Linked DNA regions of Sus scrofa: region 2 is linked to region 1. A link is a contact called in public Hi-C data. All regions are on one chromosome and are shown on one strand. Each heading gives the region's core, a stretch centred on a gene start, on an enhancer-like site or on the middle of the called end of the contact. The rest is flanking DNA. Distances are from core to core; before and after follow the strand shown.

Evidence for each region. A called contact is a pair of places that touch in the nucleus more often than the background predicts.
Region 2: a contact with region 1 is called in a Hi-C map of liver, with 9 times the contacts expected there. The contact joins the promoter of PAOX here to the promoter of INPP5A in region 1. A contact is called at or near these places in 1 of 5 promoter capture datasets (liver) and 1 of 47 Hi-C or Micro-C datasets (liver).

What each region holds. Positions count from the first base shown.
Region 1 is chr14:140,734,849-140,738,678 of Sscrofa11.1, reverse strand. It overlaps INPP5A (type I inositol 1,4,5-trisphosphate 5-phosphatase), which reads right to left and starts at 1,950. Exons shown (of 16, transcript XM_005671580.3): 1 at 1,597-1,950. The coding sequence starts at 1,671.
Region 2 is chr14:141,358,678-141,362,492 of Sscrofa11.1, reverse strand. PAOX (peroxisomal N(1)-acetyl-spermine/spermidine oxidase) reads right to left here and starts at 1,984. Exons shown (of 7, transcript XR_002338879.1): 1 at 1,702-1,984; 2 at 708-1,194.

The sequences.
Region 1 (3,830 bases), core at 701-3,200:
GGACGAACCTGTGCACCGCTTACCAAAACAAATGCTCCCTCCCAGCACAAACATGATGCAAAACTCCATGTAGACGTTAAGAAAAATGAAAATTCAGAGGGAACACGTTGGTAAACAAAGTCGCCCATTTTCATGTCAACAGAGAGAAGTGTGTGTATACAGTGGAAACACAACAAAAATGCCAGAACGGGCAATCAAAGACTATTGCAAAGAACGTTTGCACAGCAAAATTCTTTTCCCTTTGAGACTAAAATGCCCCACCGTGCTTAATTTTCCTGACATTTCTGAGGCTTTGAAGCCACAGCTAACGGATCTGAATCATCTGAATAAAACCCTGTTATAGTGGATGTTACTGGAAAGCCGAGAATAGAATGCTAAATACAGACACACACCCATACGGGGCACTTCTGTAGAAAATGATCAAACACAAAACTAGGTAAAGTTGTCCTGCCCATGACAGAGTCAGAGGGCAAGCCGTTCGCCTTCCGCAGGGACGTCGAAGACATGGCTCCTGGAAGTTAAAACAAGGGAAACACAAAAAGAGCTCCTACCCTTGATTGATAAAATCACACCTCACCCGAGCACGAACTCAGGCTACAGAAACACCTCACCCTGCTCACTGCCAGCAGAGGAAGGCTCAGCAGAGGCAGGAAAGTCAGCTTGCACGGTGGTCTAGGTGGCCGCCCCCACTGCTCACCTGGGGGGGGGCAGTGCCAGGCTGCCTCAGGCCCATCTGGGCCATCATCCTTTTTTCTGAAACAAGCACACCACTTGGAGCCGCATTGTGCTTTATTTGGGTTGGCAGTGTGAGTACCAACAGCGGGGAGGCACCGTGGCTGCAATGCCGAACTAGGTCAGGCTCGGCCTGCCTGGGGAACCCGGGGAGCACCGGGCCCCGGTGGACTCTCTTCCCCAGGGCCCCGGCCGCCGGGGCGGGAGGCTCCAGAGAGCAGAGGCCTTGGACCGTCAGCATCCTTTTTCTGGCCTTGGAAAGCTTCTGCATCTTTCTCTTTAATAAACAAGAAACAAAGTCCGCAGGGCTTTCAACAGAAGCCCCTTGTTCCAGAACTAGAGAAATACTAAGTTACAAGGTGAAATGAGGGCGCCCACACCTCCCAGCAGCCACAGTCGGCAGGCAGGGCCGGGGCAAGAGCCGGGGCCCTGGAGGGGCCGGAGTCAGAGGCCAGAATCAGCGGCTGGGATCGGGGAGACAAGGGCTGGGGGTTGTGTCCAGGGCCCAGGTTCTGGGTCAGGATTCCCTACCAGGGTTGGGGCCAGGTTCAGGGTAAGGGGCCCTGGGACCGGGGGTCTGGGGTCAGGATTTGGGGACCTTGGACAGAGATTAGAATTGGATTTTAGGGACCCGGGTTCAGGGGCTGGGCTCTGTGTTCAACCTACGGAGTTTGAAGGCAGGGGCTCAGGGCCGGGGGTCAGGGGTGGGTCCGGGGTCCCAGGGCAAAGGACTAGGTGTCTGGGTCCCAGGGTCCCAGGGCTCAGGCCCAGGCCCCGGGTCCCAGGACTCTTCAGGTCCGGAGTCCCCGGGGCTCAGGGTCCGGGGTCCGGGATCCGGGGTCCGGGGTCCGGCAGCGCACTTACGTCGTCGAAGAGCGAGCCCACGTTGGCCGTGACCAGCAGCACCGCGGTGCCCGGGGCGGCCGCTTTCCCCGCCATCGCGGCCTGGGCCGGGGCGGCCGCTCCTCGGGGCCGGCCAGCCGGGGTCTCCGCGGGCCGCGGCGTCAGCTGCGCCAGGGGGCGGCCCCGGGGCGCATCGCGGGTTCGGCCGGTCAGGCCGGGCCTGGCCGGGGTCCGGCCGCGCTCGCTCTCGCTCTCCGCGGCCCCACGCCCGTCGCTCTCCGCCGGCGCTCACCGCGGCCCGCGCGCAGCCATTAGGATCGCGGCCGCCGGAGCTCCCGCAGCGCTGCCGCCGCCGCCGCCGCCGCCGCCGATCGCTGAGGCGAGGCCCGCCCGGGCCGGGGGCGGGGCGAGCGGGGCGGGGCGAGGCCGAGCGGAGGCGGGGCCTGCAGAAGGCGGGGCGGGCTGGGCGGGGCAGGGGAGGGGTGGGGCCTCGAGGGGCGGGGACGGTGGGGAGGGGCGTGGAGGGCGGAAGCGGGGCCAGGCCTGAGGGGCGGGGCCTGCGGGGGATGCTCTTGCGTCGACCCCGGCCTCTGGGCCACGTTCCCATCAGTCAGCGCCCGCCCCGCCTCGCCCCGTGCCGCGGCTGCGCACTGACTCTTCCCGCAGCCCTTTGACGGCAAGGCCCGGCGCCTCGGTCGCGTCTTAAAGGGGCCGCGCTCTGCTGGGGCTGGACCCCCTTGCTTTCCCGCAGGGGTTGCGGTGGGATCGCGTGGCCCTGTGTGACCCGCGCCGGGCCGCCGGACCGGAGGGCTCAGGGCAGCAGGCACGCTGGGGTCTGTGCCTGCCCTCCGCGCCTGGAAGTCGGCGGAAATGAAATGGCTGCTGGGGACGGGAGATGTGCCGACGCTGCCCCGAAAGGGGACAAGTAGCCGCCAACTACTGGCTCTAGGTTCTGTCCACCCACTCGATGCAGGTAGCAGGGACCACGCGTCCAGGACGGTTCACGAGGCTCTCCAGGCGCATCTCGCGCTCGGACCGCCCTCCCGCAGCGCCGGGATGCGCAGGGTCCGCGGAGGACCAGCCCTGCCCGCGCTTGCTCTCGCAGGAGATGTGCGTGCGGCGACACGCACCGCCGGCCGGGGCCGAGGGGGCGCAGGCTCTGTGCGCTGCGGAGCCTGCCAGGGAAGGCGTCACCTCCGCGTGCTGACCCGTCGGGTCCGGACCCTGCCTAAGCGACCGCTTAGCCTGCCAGCCGGAACCCACTTCACTTGAAACCAGCTGTCGCCTTGGACCGAATATGTCCTCCAGAATTCTTAGGTTGAGGCCCAGCTTCATTGTGGCCACATGTGAGGAGAGAGGCTCTGAGGAGATACATTCAGGTTCAGTGAGCTCATAAGGGTGGGGCCCTTTTCCAGCAGCATCAGCCTCCTTTTAAGGAAAGACCCAGAGCACTTCCTGTCCCCCCACAACCTCCCACCCAGAACCGAAGACAAAAAAGAGGGCCTGTGACCCCAGAGCAAGAAGGTGGCCACCCACAAGCCAGGGAGAGGCGCTCTCCCAGAAGCAGAGCCCTTCAGAACAGGATCTCTGCCTTCCAGCCTCCCCAGTGTCAGAAATAAATCTCGGATGTTTAGGCCGCCAGCCCGTGTGGCTCTCTCTCTTACCCGGCAGGGCATGTCTTGTTTTACTTTGTTAGAAACGCAGCACCTGCCAAGGGTACCTTAGCAGGAGCCAAATGTGGGTCACTGATGCCTGGAACCTGTTTCCTAAGAAGTGATGTTGTGTCCTCACCTCCACTCAGGCTGTCTCTGGCCCTTCTCCCCAGCCCATCATGGCCCCGAAACACCCTTGCCCACATGCGCACCTGCACACAGGTGCGTGCACACACACACACACACACACACTCACTTACTCTGAGACTATCTATGTTGGAGGAACTCCCAGTCCCCTGCCCCCGGCAGCAGGGGATCGCAGGCTTGTCCTCCCTGAGCACCTGGCCTCGTGGCTTCTGAAAATGCACATTCACGGCTCCACGATGTCACTCACCTCTTCCCCAGGTAGGGGGTCACCCACAGGCCACCCGTCCCTGGCAGGTGCCACACCCTTCCCTGGGAAGGAAGTGCAGTCCTTCCCGCTGTGTTAGCGGGCCCACCAGCATCTGTGCCTCCATCTGGCCACCGCCTTGGGGTTGTGCCATCAACTCTAAGACCCACCTTTTTCTACCATCTATCCAGTCCCTTTGCTGCAAACCCACT
Region 2 (3,815 bases), core at 735-3,234, 620 kb before region 1:
GAGAGAGAGGTGTGGCCTGCTTAGGACCAGGCCTGGAGATGAGTCTCTGCAACAAGCCCTCCAAGCTCACACCAGGTCAGAGCTGCAGGGGCTCTGGCGCGGCCCGAGGGCTCGGCTCAGCCCCGGAGGGGGGCAGGGAGAGAGGGGTCTCGCGCCTCCAGGTCCCCCAGAGGGTCAAGTGGGCGAAGGGATGCAAAGCGGGCCGGGTCACGGTGGAGAACAGGTCCCTCCTCGGCTGGCCTGGGCCCCAGGTCTGGGTCGACTGAGTCACCGTGCCCACCCTCAGCCCCTGTGCAGGAGCCTTGGGGCCACAGGCCCAGAGGTGGCACCAGAGTAAGTCCAGCAGGACAGTCCTGGAGAGTCTTGTGAGTGCTGGTGGGGGAGCAGCTCCCCCGACACCGCCTGCCTGAGGCTGAAGCCTCCACACAGCGCTTACACGCACGCAGGAGGCCACCTAAACGTGGGAGGACAAAGCACCAGAAGATTCCAAGATATGTTTCCTTCTTTTACCCATTTTTTCTTGAAAATAAGTTTCTTTTTCATGAATCAGCAAAACAGGGACATAAATGACCAATCTCTGAAACAGGAAGACAAACAGCTCCCTGTACTTCCCACCCAGCCCCTTCTACCCAAAGACTGACTGAGTTACAGGGAGGGGGGCCCTGGGGGCGTGGAGGGCTGTCCAGGTGCGTGGAGCCTGCACATACCCAGGAAAGGTGCAGTCCAGCCCAGGCAGCACTGTGTACTCTCCAAAAGGCGCGAGGGCCACCAGGTCCATGCTGTGGGTACCACTGACACAGCACTCCACGTTGAAGAGGTTGTTCAGGATGGCCAGCTTGAGCATCTTGGTCCCCTCACCCTCTGCCCAGCTGGCCACGTGCTCCCGGATCTGCTTCTTGAGGTACTCCCCAACGCTGGGCGCCGGGGCCTCGGCCGAGTGCAGGAACTCCCTGGTCTGGTCTATGAGGCTGTAGAACAGACTGGACATCTCCGCCACCAGCTCAAGGCTCACGCTTCCCCCGGAGCTGGTGTAGGTCACAGAGGGCAGGCCCACGTGACCCCCGGTCTCCACCAGCTGGTTCTCCTCGGACAACTCCTTCTCCCCCAGCAGCCCATACCTGGCAGCCAGCTGGAAGACGGGGTTGCTCTGGGAGGGCCCATGGATCCAGTGAGCACCTACCTCCACCACACCACCTGGGAGAGGGCAAGAGATGCCACCTCGAGGCTCCCTCCCCCAGCCCTTCTCAAGTACCACACCAGCTCTGCCCTTCCCAACATGCTCTGAAAATCAGCCAAAGGGCCACACGGTCCCTAAGGACAACGGACTCTCCAGGCAGACCCCCAAGAGGTAGGGGCTGGCCTGCACCTGCCTTGGGAGAACACCTGGAGGTAGTGCCTATGGGGGAAGGAAGGCCACAGGGGGAGCTCCCTGCAGGGACAGAACCAGAGTAACTGCGTAGAGCCCTGGGCCCCGTTCGCCCCTGCTCAATGACGGCAGCTGAGTTTCGGGACCACTGAACTTTGGCTAATTAAGGGAGGCGCGGCGAGGATTCCATCACGGGGCTAGATAACGGTTCCGGGTCGCATAACCCTGGAAGCAGGCCCAGCCAGGAGACGGCAGAGCTCCCGCAGCACCGAGTGGGTTCCGGGAAGGGGTTCCGGGAAGGAGTTCCGGGAAGGAGCTCCGGGGCAGGCTGTTACCGAAGCTGCGCTCCGAGCGGATGCGGCCACCGGCACGGGCTGTGGCCTCCAGAACCCGCAGGGACGGCAAGGCGGAGCAGCAGCAGAGCCTCTGCGCCGCTCCCAGCCCGGCGATGCCGCCGCCCACCACCAACACCCGCGGACCGCGGCCTGGGGCCTCTGCCTGATGGCCACTCGACTCCATCGCGCCGTCCCGGGGAGTTCCCGCGCTGCCCAGCCGCTCCGACGTGCCGGGAGCAGGGAAGACACGTGAGGCGGGCGGAGGACGCGGGGCGGGAGCGCAGGGCGGGGCCAGAAGTGGGTGGGGCGCGCGGCTGGGGCGGAAGGCGGGGCTGGAGGTGGAGCTAGGGCGCGGGGCGGGTAGGAAGGCGGGGCTGCGGGTGGAGCTACGGGCGCGAGGCGGGGCCAGAGGAGGAACTGGACTCGGGGCGGGGCCCGAGGTGGAAGAGGGCGCGAGGCCGGGCGGAAGGCCGGTCGCGAATTGGAGTTTAGGGCTGCGGGGCGGAGCCAGAGGAGGAAAGGGATTAGGGGCGGGGCGGACGGCGGGGCCAAAGGTGGGGCTAGGAGCCCCGGGAAGGCCAGGCTCCCGATCCTCCCCACTCGGCTTACACCTGCGGCTCGGCCAGGGGCTGTCCCTGGAGGTCTGGCCCAGTGCCTGGTTAGGTGGTGGAGGGCCGTCCGAGAAGGAGAGGGCGAGCGTGGAGGGATCAGTTTTGTAACCCCTGCTGCCCAACGGTGTGGACCAGCATCCCACCGAGGGACAATGGGGCGGCCGGGTAGCGAGGCGACTCATGTCTCCTTCCAAAGGAGGCCTCCATCCTGCGCCTTCACGTCTGAACCCGGTGGTGCGCGCGACCGAAGTCCGAGCGCGGGCCCGGTGGGTACTAAGATGTCAGGGCGGGCTGGGGAGAGAGCCTCCAGGCCACGGCACTGGTGTGTGTGTGTGGGGGGGTGGTCTGTGTGTCTGTGTACACATTTTAAAAGGTATAACACATATTAAAGGTCAAAAGCTCAAGGAGTTCCTGCTGTGGTTGTAGTGAGTTAAGAACCAGCTACCGTGGCTCAGGTGGCTGGCAAGGTGCGGACTTATCCCTGACCAGAGAACTTCCCTGTGCTGTGGGTGTGACCATAAAAAGTAAATAAATAAAATACGAATTCAAAATAAAGGATAAATGGAAAAATGAGTCTCATGTCCCTCTCTCCTCTGGCCCCAGGAAAAGGAGACACATTCAAGCCTGTAGGCGTTTCTGGGTAGCTCTGGTTCAGGGAGTTCTCCTGTACCGCCTGGCAGGGATTAAAAAGCTCCTGCTTCTGCAGCCGGAGTGTGGTCAGACGTCCCTATGAACCCTCCACAGCCACAGCTGGGGCCCCGCCGCTCTGATCCAAGGAGGTTCTCCCATGGACTTTGCGTGGCCACCTTTCTCAGTGGGGCTGGGCAGGTGGGGAGTTAGCCCCAGACTGGGCAGGTGGATTTTCTGTCTGGGCTCTTCCTCCGTTTTCTCCCTCTCTCATCATCCATGTATTTTTGTATTCACTCACTTGGTGAAGCTGACAGAGGTGTCTGGGAGATCACTTTTTATTTAAAATATTTTTGCAAAGCTGAAAATGTCTTCACTTTGCCCTCACCCTTGATTTGTCGTTTGCCTGGGTATGGAATTCTAAGCCAGAAGGCTTCCTTCAGACTCTGAAGGCACTGCTCCCTCCTAGGAGTGGGAGAAGTCCACGGCCGTTCCACTTTCTAACGCTTTACCAGCAGTGGAGGCCTTTAAGATCTTCTCCTGAAATCTCACGCCACGGGGCCTGCATGTGCCCCCAGTTGTATTTCCTGCGTTGGGCACTCAAAAGGCCCCCAGTCTGGAAACTCCTGTCCTTCAGTCCTGGCAAAGGATTTCAGTGGTTGTCTCACTCAACAATCGTTTCTACTGATGACTCATGGGTCCCCGAGCAGACTCCCTAATGGCTGCAGTTAGCTCTCTCTAAAGTCCTTAATTTAGGCTCTCAGACTTTGAGCCGGGCCCTAGAACGCTTCGGCTGCTCTCTCCTCCTTTCCATCTGCACCTTTCTGCTCTGCTTCCGTAGGATTGTTTCCACTGAAGCTTTTGTGTCCGCTGCAT